2 separate regions of the Mus musculus genome follow, and region 1 is linked to region 2. The links are chromatin contacts, called in public Hi-C maps. All regions are on one chromosome and are shown on one strand. The core of a region is the stretch at or near the end of the contact, and the rest is flanking DNA. Distances in the headings are between cores, read along the strand shown. Region 1 has its middle 33 kb from the start of Adh4. Region 2 holds the start of Adh6b (alcohol dehydrogenase 6B (class V)).

Region 1 (5,161 bases), core at 2,403-4,902, 40 kb before region 2:
AAACTCCAAATGGGTCAAAGACTTTAGTGTGAGCCCTAATGCTGCTAGAAGACAACAGGATAGCTGTGGAAGATAGTGGTGTAGGAACAGGATAGCTTTCTGAACAGGACTGCATTCACTCAGCAACTAAGACCAGTAACTGACAAGAGCGGCCTTATAAAACCAAAAGGCCACAAAGAGGACAATCAATTGAGTGAAGAGAAAGCCCAGAGTGGGAGAGAATGATTGCAGCTGTATGATACAGGATTAATATCGAGAGTGGTCAAAGATCTCAAAGAACAAAAAATTAAGAAAACAACCCACTTTTTTTTTTAAATGGGCTAATGACCTGAATAGTCAAAAGAAGAAGTGAAAAAAAAAAAAGGCCATAAAAAGTTGTTCATCAACCTTAGAAATGAGGGAAATGCAAGTTAAAACAACTTTGAGATTTCACCTTGCCCCAGTCACTATGGCTTAGGATCAAGAAACCAACTGCCAACAGATGCTGGTGAGACATAGGGAAAGGAAGGCCCCAGTTTCTGCTGGTGGCAAGGCAGATTGGAATCCACTCTGCATTCGAGGCCACCTTGGAAATCAGCATGGGGAATTCTCAAAAAGCTCCTGGTTTATCTACTGTATTATCCAGCTAAACTGTTCTTTAGCATAAGCTCAAAGGACAATATTTGACTCCACATGTACTTGCCTACCATATGCATTGGACTTATTGAAAATAGAGAGAGAGGATAGAAGCTGCCTCGACGGTCTTCAGCTGACTAAAGTATAATGAAATGCAATTCATTCACACAATGGTATCTTTTCCAGCTGCAAAGAACATGAATTTGTGAAACAGATAAATTCATGGAGCTGGATAATATACTCAGCTTTGAATGGAACCCAGAAAAACAAACGCCAGATGTTCTCTTCTGTCTGTGGACCCTAGTTCTGAATCCATGAATTTGAGTCTAAAACCTGAAGTAACCCCAAGAGACAGGAAATCAAAAGGAACCATGGAGAGGCAGAGAAGTTGTTCCAAAGAGAAGGCCATAGGACAAAGATGCTATGGAGGAGGGAATAGAGGAAACGAGGTAAGGACCAAACTGTGAGGGGCAAACAGGGGACACAGAGGGAGAAAGAGTGAGGAAGGATAAAACAAGACTAGAAATATTTAAGATTATTTAATATGCCTACCTAACAATAACCATATAATATGTACACACACACACACACACATATGTCTACACACATATATACACAGATCTACACACATCTATACACACACACACACACATATACTTATATACATACTATACACACATTTTCACATATATATATATACACACACACATATATATCTAAACACACATACCCATATACACATACACATGCACACATTCTGTTTAGATTGAATTGCCACACCTAAGGTGACAGCACTTCCTTCAGGAGTCATAGGCTATCTGAACTCCCAGTGTCAGCAAAGGGATACCTCCCTTCAAGTTGTTGGTCAAGGGGATCCAAGAGACCCAGTCTATCGATATAGGCCATTGGCCTTGCTTTAGTTAAACAACTGTTCAGCAGTGCATTCCAGTTTACCCATTTTCTGTAGCTTTCCTCCTCACATGAACCTTTATTAGGTATAGATTCGGTGCATTCTACTTCAAAATATAAATCTGAAGAATAAACCTCACTACAATTGTGGTGTAATTTAGAAACAATTACAACTCCTCGCAGAAGTGGGCAGTGTTCCATCTTTCCTTTTGGTTGCTTCATCATGACACATTTAAGGGATGGCCTTAAGTCGGTTTTCCGCTGTGGGTTCCAAGCCTTGCTGTTTCTCAGTGCTGGGCTTTGCTTCTTACCTGTTCTTACCGTGCGTACGTCTTCCCCCACACTCTCGACTATCCCAACGCCTTCATGGCCCATAATGATGGGGCAAAACTGAGAAAAGTATTCTGTGTCCACACTTTTTATATCGGTACCACAGCTTCCTGTGGCCACAATCTGTGTGGAGAGCAGAGATGACAGAGGTTAGCCTGTTGTGAAGGCTTCAGACCTGCTGCTCTCACCATGGGCAACTGTAATAGGTATTTGTGTAAGGGAACACAGTGCTCTTCCTTAACTCCCTATTTTAGCTAAAGTTTTAGTTTATTTCTCAAAGACACTTAAGGATTTGTTAATAGTCCCACTTCATTGTAAGTCCTAACTGTGTTGTGCTTGTGACATGACGATCGGACAGACATTGAAACCTCGTGGTTCTAGAAATGCACCAAGAAATCTGGTCTGTGTTTATTCTTCTTCGCTGATTCAGTGGCCCCAGCTGGCTTTGTCCTGTTACCTACAGAAGGCAGGTTTTCTACCTTCATCTATCATAATCACCTGACTAATGATGGCCACCAGCACCACCCCCACGCAGCTTCTCCACTGCTTATCATAATCTACCCGGCTCTGTATTTTGGATCAAATGCACAGGTGAGAGAGTCAGACTGTAGCTTGTCAGATAATGGCTGGATGTCTTTGAGTCTAAAACTGCTTGTAAGAATTGTGACATTGTTGGGGTGTAGTCTGTGGCGATTGCTAAATGCCATACTCCTCACCCAGTAAAGAATAGATACCATAGAAGGTGCAGAAAAAGAGGGTATGGATTGTATAGGTAAGGGAACTTAGAAATAGCTATCTCTCTATAGTCCACCAGTAAACAATACATACTCCCCACCATGGTAATGAAAATAACCTAATGACCTTGAGCCACAAGTCAGATGAACTGCATTCTAGCTTGCTGGGAACCAGTTAGAATCATCTGGGGATAGATGCCACACCCAGCCAATCAACTCATAATTTGAGATGAGATGCAGTTAGCATTTTTCAAGCTCCCTAGTAAATTCAAGCATGTAACTAAACTTAAAAAAACAAAACAAAACATTGAACTAGTTTTCTTATTCTACTTAGTATAAAAATGTATTAATTCTCCCTAACATTTTCTAGGCAAAAGAATATGCTGTTTTAATTTTGAATAGGGAATTCTGGAAAGGATATACAGTGAATGGCTTTTGTTTTGATGTGGAAATGTTGAATTTGTTTTTACCTTTATTCGAACTTCCTTTGCTTTTGGTGGGGCCACTTCTATCTCCTCAATGGCAAGTGGGGCCCCAGGCTTCCAGAGCACAGCAGCTTTGCATCTGATCACCTGGGATAGCAGATGAAGAGGGAGAAGGATGCTGATAAGGTGAGGAAGACTCTTATATTCATCATTACTAGAATGTTCTTAATTCATCTATACTCAGTATGAAAAAAAAAGAAAAAGTCTCACTATATGCTGAAGGTAGTGGTTTCCACCCCACTATAGTTTTTTTTTTTTTTTTTTTTTGTTATGCTTTCAGCTTCTATATTCAAGCCATCCTGACAAATGTCTTTTTTATTTATAGGAAAGCACACATATAAAAGGATGGATAGCTTTCTATCTCTTCTGAAACAGTCTTGCTGTGTAGGTCATTTTGCCCTTGAATTTGTGATCCTCCTGCCTCCACATCCCTGGGCTGCCATTATAGGCACATGCTGCCAGTCCTGGCTGGAAGCCAGGCATTCATTCATTTACGAATGAAATAGATCACTAGTTACTCCACAGTTGTTATATCATGCCATGCGCCAGTTCATTGTGCAAGAGGGTCCTGAGGAAGGGTGTTTGTGAGCGGTGGAAGAAGGACTCAGTCAGTGATGGATGCAAGCTGACAGCACTGTGACCTCCCAGGCAGATCAAAGCCCAGACTTTTATTTGCATAAACTACTTCCTCAGAAATTATGTGTCAGTTTATTTACCCCAGCTTTCCTTCTGATCATTCCATGAACCAGCATTTTATGACCTTGACCCATGACCCTTAAAGATACAGAGCATATTTGAGGCAAATGAACCAGACAGCATTTTTTTTTTCTTTAACATTGCAAGTCCTATTCGGTTTGCTAGGCATAGCACTTGTGGTTGCCAAGTCTAGACATAGAGGCTATTTTTTATGTGAGAAAATATGTGAGAAAAGTATCTTTAAGTATTATACTTTTTAAAAAAATTTTTAGCTTTAAGTATAATACTTTTTCTAGTTTTTTTGTTTGTGTTAATGCAAACAGCATTGAAGCTTATTTTTATAATTTTTAACTATCTTAACATATTCTTTTAATCTTTGCACTTTTTCTTCTTTATCTCAGCAACTCCAAGGCTTATTATTGGAAAGTATTCAGTGAGCCCAGAAAGCAGGGGTATCATTAAGCCTTCATCTTTTGTTCCTGATACCAGGTTTTTACCTCTACTGACCAAATCCTGTCTCCTTCCTTACTATCTTTCTGACTAAGCTGACTCATTAGTGCAGCTGCCTCTGTTCTCTCAGGTCCGTGAAGCCCCTCATACAGTTCATATTGGATCCTTATATTTTGCATAGTTGAGGAATCCTATAGAACAGTATAATCTTATGCTAATTTGTATATTCTTGAACTCATATTTTCAGAGATCTTTCCCATAGCCTTAAGGGCTGTCCTGAAGGTCACAGACGCTACTGCTGCAGAACTGAGACACGTAATCACTTTCCAGAATCGTGCTGTCTCTGATGATCAAGGAGTTGCTATCCTTGATAGGGAGAACATCCCCCAAAGGAGGAACATGAAGTAAAATATGATTATTATTATGGAAACAAGCCTTGTGCTTATAGCCACCATCAGCACTGAGGAGACCCATGTCCTACTGGCTCTACCACAGGTGCAGGAACCATGTCATATCCCTTTGGCAGCCATGCCAGACCCAGTAATATACAGTGTAGGATTATTTGTGATCTGAGGTATGAGGGATCTTGGAGTGAAGCAGTGAGCTGTGGAGTGAAGAGTGAAGAGCATCAGATGGAGGTGAACACAGATGCTCCTCATTGCAGAATGGTGTTGGAGAGGTAACAGATGGCAAAGTATGCCTTATGGGTTCTGATATCAGCCCATCATCGCCATATTACAAACTGCCTTCTATTTTTATGCATTTAGTCACTACTTTTATGTAGACGACTTGCACAAACTTGCACTGTATTTATGGGACAGATTTCTCCCAAAGATTTAGACAAGTATTTATATGCTGTTTCAATGTCTTCCACATACTGCAAAGCCAATATGTTAATATACAAACAAACCATTTTTTTTCTCATCTGTACTTTTAGAGAAC
Region 2 (5,452 bases), core at 1,003-3,502:
TGATTTAGATAAAAATTGAAATAAAATGTTATAATGGGAGATGAGTTCACATCTATACATATATGTGTATTGTATATTTAAATGTGCACATATACAGGGGTATTACACATTCTTTTAGCTCCAGAGAGCTGATTGGAATTCTTAGTTGATTTATCTGTATTTAAAATGTCACAGCGTATTAATGTTGGTTCATGAAATCCAATTCTGTTCTCTGAATTAAATGTCTGCATTACAGTTTCTAATATTAATTACTTACTTAGAGAAGATTATAATCTGTCATGCAAAGAATGTTGTTAGAGAACATGAACATTACCTTGGAAGTAAAACAAGAATCATTATCCATTTTATTTTTCTAACCAAAGTCTGTCCTATTGAAATATGACCTACATCATTTAATTTGCCTTTACAAGTGACCTCTCCCACCCTATAGCATGTATTCAGTTTAGCCTGTAAATCTCCACACAGTTCCGTTTGCTGTATTGATCTTCCTTTATAGTAGATATTTTGAAGATACAAATTTAAGCATTATATTTCATTTTTTAACTTCTCAGGATTGACTAAGTTGTTTGTTTCTTTAGTTTTCAACACAAAAATAAGGGAGAAGAGGAAACACAGCCCCCAGCTACTACAAATTATGTAGTTTTTCGAATTTAGGAAAATGATAAGGGTCAGCATATGTGGAGTGCAGTGGAGGAGCCTCATGCCAGAAAAAACACCTCGGCGATCGTAGTATCTCCCCTTTTGGGCAAGTTTCTACATTTTTTCTTTAATTAATAACAGTTCTTATTTTATTGTAATTTTGATAGTAATATTCTAAAACTGACTTGCAAATTATAGTTCTTCATTTGTGTAAAGCGTGCTCTCAACAGAGCCTTAAATAGTAACACACACACACACACACACACACACACACACACACACACACACACGCACACACATAATATAATGATAACCACTCAGGAGACTATGTTCCAAGAGCAAACCCTGACTTACATTGCTGGATGTTTTTGTGGCGAGGCTGGCTTGTTCCATCTTTGCTTCTGGAAGGTTTAGACTGGAGGGCTCTTCTGTCTCAAGCGGTTACCTGCTGGACTGAGCACAAATGTTCTCTTATACTCCACAGTGACTCAGCCGCGCTATGCTATGCACTAACCAGGGAGGGAGGAGAAGAGAAAGAGAGAAATGAAAAAAATCCAAAGAGAGAAGGATAACAGAAGGAAGAAGCCGGCGAGGAAAGCTGAGGAGGAAAGATGGTGGAGTAGAAGCAAAAGAGGAAAGGGAGTGGGTGTTTTAGAAGAAAAGAGATGAAGAAAAGTTTCTGCAGCGAACCATTTGCACATCCTGTCTTCTGATACTGAACACCACTTTTAGGCTACATGTTTTGAATCATTCCTTTCTGGACGAGCAGACCAAACTTCCTAAAGACTTATAGGTTTAGCTTGTCCCAAGGTTCAAACAAGGATTCCTGTTTCAGCTGCCCTGAGTTTGTGGATGGGCTGGGGTGGGGTGGGGGGAATTATGAGGCATGAGAAAAAATTAGAAAGAAAAGTACAGATTGATAAAGGGTGTTCAGGTGGGGCGGGTGTACGAGAGAGTGAAATTAAACAGGTTGTAGTAGATCTACCTGCCTCTACCTGCCGAAGTGCCACGTATACGGGAGTGTCCTACCAAGCTCTGCACATTTAACACCTTGAAAGAAAAACACATCAAGCTCTGCACATTTAACACCTTGAAAGAAAAACACATCAAGCATTAATATAAGCGAGAAAACAAGAACCATCAAAAAACACATACATTATGTTTTAAACTGGCACAATCAATGAAAAGCAATTATTATTATTATTTTTTGACAAATATTTGCTAGAGCAGCATGAAGCATACATCTACTCACCTCAGAGAGTAAATGCAGGGCGGACTGAAGTAACGACTGCACCGGAGTCTAACTTGTTGAACCACTGAGTTTTTATTGGGGCTCCTAACAGGGGTGAAGCATCATTTGCAGGAGCAAGGATGGCTTCAAAGCAGCCGCATCATCATCACCCGGCTGAATCTCTGGAACGCTCCGCATGGCTTGCACAGGAGTTCCACAGTCTCAGAGACCTCTCTGCGCCTTGCTGGTCAGAGTCTCTCTTGAGCAGTTGCTTAACTGCTTCCACGACCCTTGGGAAAGGTCATGGAGAACCTTGTAGGCTTCAGCTTTCCCAGACACATGACGCTTCTTCCATCCTGACGTTAGCCAGCCCTTCCTCTCCCTCCTGCAGTATTTCCGGTCACAGGAAGTGGCTGTAATGAAGCCGGACTTTACGTTGGCTATTTGTGGCAGCTGTCATGTCCTCGCCATTCCCGCTCCTTTCATGCCCTCTCTCTGACTATACGATGAATCTCAGCAGTCTCCATTAATGTTGCTGGCCTGGCTTCACCGTGAGCTTTCAAACCACTTATGTCCCTTCTTGAGAGCCTGTCTTGCTCTCCCAGCAAGTACCATTTTGTCAGTAATCTTTTTCCTTCCTTCCTGGTGCATGTGTGACATGACCTATCCACATTTGAATCAATTTTATGTAAAAATAAAAGCTAGCCTCTAAGAGTAGCAGGTGGCCATTGGTTCCCGCAAGCACGGGGTTCAGCAGTGATCTACACGCCTGAAGTCTTGATCTACATACACTCCTGAAGTCTTGTGTTACGCTGCTGACTGCTCCCAAACTTCTGTTTTGAACTGCTGCCTTCTGGCTAATGTCTTTGAGCTGGATTGCCACCTGAAGGCTAGCCTGCATTTGGAGCTAGGCTGCTTATGGTTGCATTTGCTGCATCTTAGGAAGCCTCTTTTACTGATTGTAGAAGCAAGAAACTCAACTCAGTATGAATACATACGTGTGGTAGTTAAAATAAGAAATGTCTCCGAGGCTCCTGAATTCGAACCTTTGACCCCCAGCTGGTGGGGACATTTGGGGGACGTTGTACGTGTGTGTGTGTGTGTGTGTGTGTGTGTGTGTGTGTGAAGGTTTATGATCCCACACTGCTTCCTATTCTCTCCATGAGTCTTTCTCTGTGTTTCTGTCTCTCTGTGTTTCTGTCTCCATCTCCGTCTCTGTCTCCATCTTCCTCTTCCTCTCCCTCTATCAGCTTCATGAATGCATCTGCCACCGTACCATGCCTTCCTCAGCATGGTGAACTCTCCCTCTGGAATCATGTGGTAAAATAAATGCTTTCTTCCTTAAACTGCTCTTGGTCATGGTGTTCTATAACACTGCTGTTGGTCATGGTGTTCTGTAACACTGCTGTTGGTCATGGTGTTCTATAACACTGCTGTTGGTCATGGTGTTCTATTAACACTGCTCTTGGTCATTCAAGCCATTAGTCTGTAGTAGAAATTACCAAATATGAAATAGAGGAGAACGTGGTGTTCCTTGCTTTAGCCATCAAAATAGATGCATAATAAGTTCCTTAGGGCTACAGCTCTAAAATATCTCCCATAACAACAAGTTAAAGGTTGAGTGCCTACAATTCTTCAGTCTAGTTAAAATGATAAGCATAGCACAATTAGAATCAAAACAATTCCTTTAATTATGTATTGTACAAAAACTCCTTAGTGAAGGGATAGTTAGATGTATTGTTTCTCCTTCACTTCCTGACTGTGATTTCTGACACAGTAAAACACACACATTTGGTCTCTGTTTCTGGCTCCTAACACAGCACTCCTGACTTTCAGGAATTTTTTTAGTGATGAATATGACATGCATAGAACTCCTCAGTCCCTGAATATGCTAGGCTATAAGAGAATGGGGTACAGGAGAACTTGTTCCACTGAGGCAGCTCAGCAGGACTCCTGATAGTCTCAGCAGGACAGCTGGTCACCAGAAACCAAGCCATGACTAGGGACTTGACATGCTCAGTTTCACCTGCTATCTTCTAGGGAGGAGAGAGGGTTGAGAAATCAGATAATGTTCCTATCATGTCTATGCCATGGCGATTCCTGTGGGTCGGGATACCTTGTAGGTTGGTGGACACACCCATGTGCTGGGAGGGCAAACTTCAATTTAACAGGTCAGAGTCCCATGTTTCCAGGAACTGTTTGGATCTTGCCCTACATCCTTTAATTTATTTTTATATCTTTTTAATATCTTTTCTAATTAACCTGAAGTTGTTCTCTGAGTTCTGTGAGCTAGTACAGCAAAATATTAGACCTGAGGAAAGGTCACTGAATCAGGTGGTTTCACAGTGTCAATGACAGGAGTAACCTTGGCCATCCATTGGCCTTGATTAGCATCTGACATGGGAGGCAGTTTCATGGAACCGAGCTGTGGGCTTTGTGTTTAACTTTAGGTAGTTTGTATCAGAACTGAATTAGATTGTAAGAGGCCAAGGTGGAGTCTATAAGGAGTTGGAGAATTGTCCAGTATAGAAACTTGACATGTAAAATGTGAGAAAAACCTATGCTGACAGGGGATTACTATCTACAAAATATAGAGAACTTAAAACTAAATACCCAAATAATCAATACATATATGAGCAGAAGAATTATACAATTATCAAAAGAAAAATTACTCAAATGACCACTAAATACATGAGTAAATATTCACTATCTTCAGTTATCAAGGAATTCAAATCAAAATTCTATCAAGATTTCATCTTACCTCAGTCAGAGTGGCTCTCACCGAGACGACAAATCACAAGCTAACTGCAGCAAGGACACTCTGGGTGTAGAGCCAGCACTCACTATTGGTGGGAATGTACATCTGTGTACTCACTATGGAAATCATTATGAAGGGGCTTTGTAAAAACTAGAAAAAGAGCTGTCAGGTGATCTGGCTCTCCTGCTCATGGATATACTCAAGGATTGTGACTACAACACACCCGTGTTTCCCAAGGTGCACAGTACTCTAGATATGGAGTCAGCCCAGACACCCACCACAGATGGATGGATAAAGAAAGTGTGAAATCTATCATCTACCTATGCTTCTGTCTGTCTGTCTGTCTGTCTGTTGGCCTTTTTGTCATCTTTCTAGCTATCTATCCTCACCTATTTATCTGTCTTCTATTTATCTATCATACTCATCTATTTACCAATTATCTCTTACCTACCATGTTATCTATCACTCTCTATTTATCTATTATATCATCTAATCTACTATCTATCTATCTATCTATCTATCTATCTATCTATCTATCTATCTATTATTATGGCATTAAGAAGAATGCAATTATATCATTTGTAGGAAAATATATAGAATTGGAGATCATCACATTAAATGAAATAATCAAGACCCCAAAAGACAAATGTTGTGTGGTTTCTCTCATTACAGAATCTCAACCAAAAGAAAGAGTGTTGAAAGCAGGTGGAGGACTCATTGGGAAAAGGAAGACAGTAGGAGTGGGAAGGGGATCGGGGAGGGTAATGGGAGTGAATCATATCAAAACATGTCATACACACGTCTAAGAATGTCACAGTGAAACC

Evidence for each region. A called contact is a pair of places that touch in the nucleus more often than the background predicts.
Region 1: a Hi-C map of liver shows a contact between it and region 2, with 2.0 times the contacts expected there. The contact joins the enhancer-like site here to the promoter of Adh6b in region 2. A contact is called at or near these places in 2 of 39 promoter capture datasets (embryonic stem cells and liver), 2 of 484 Hi-C or Micro-C datasets (both in liver) and 2 of 9 other capture datasets (adipose tissue and liver).

What each region holds. Positions count from the first base shown.
Region 1 is chr3:138,379,827-138,384,987 of GRCm38.p6, reverse strand. It overlaps the pseudogene Adh6-ps1. Among named protein-coding and RNA genes, the nearest start is that of Adh4, 33 kb to the left of the region's middle. Within about 2 kb of position 3,652, at least 5 of the 459 cell types and tissues checked have an H3K27ac peak or open chromatin away from gene starts, as enhancers often do. A contact at or near this core is called in liver, where this site is marked.
Region 2 is chr3:138,338,439-138,343,890 of GRCm38.p6, reverse strand. It overlaps Adh6b (alcohol dehydrogenase 6B (class V)), which reads right to left and starts at 2,252. Exons shown (of 11, transcript NM_001370857.1): 1 at 1,892-2,252; 2 at 1,625-1,728; 3 at 994-1,092. The coding sequence starts at 1,032. It overlaps LOC115489864 (a small nuclear RNA gene), which reads right to left and starts at 753; the gene lies at 595-753.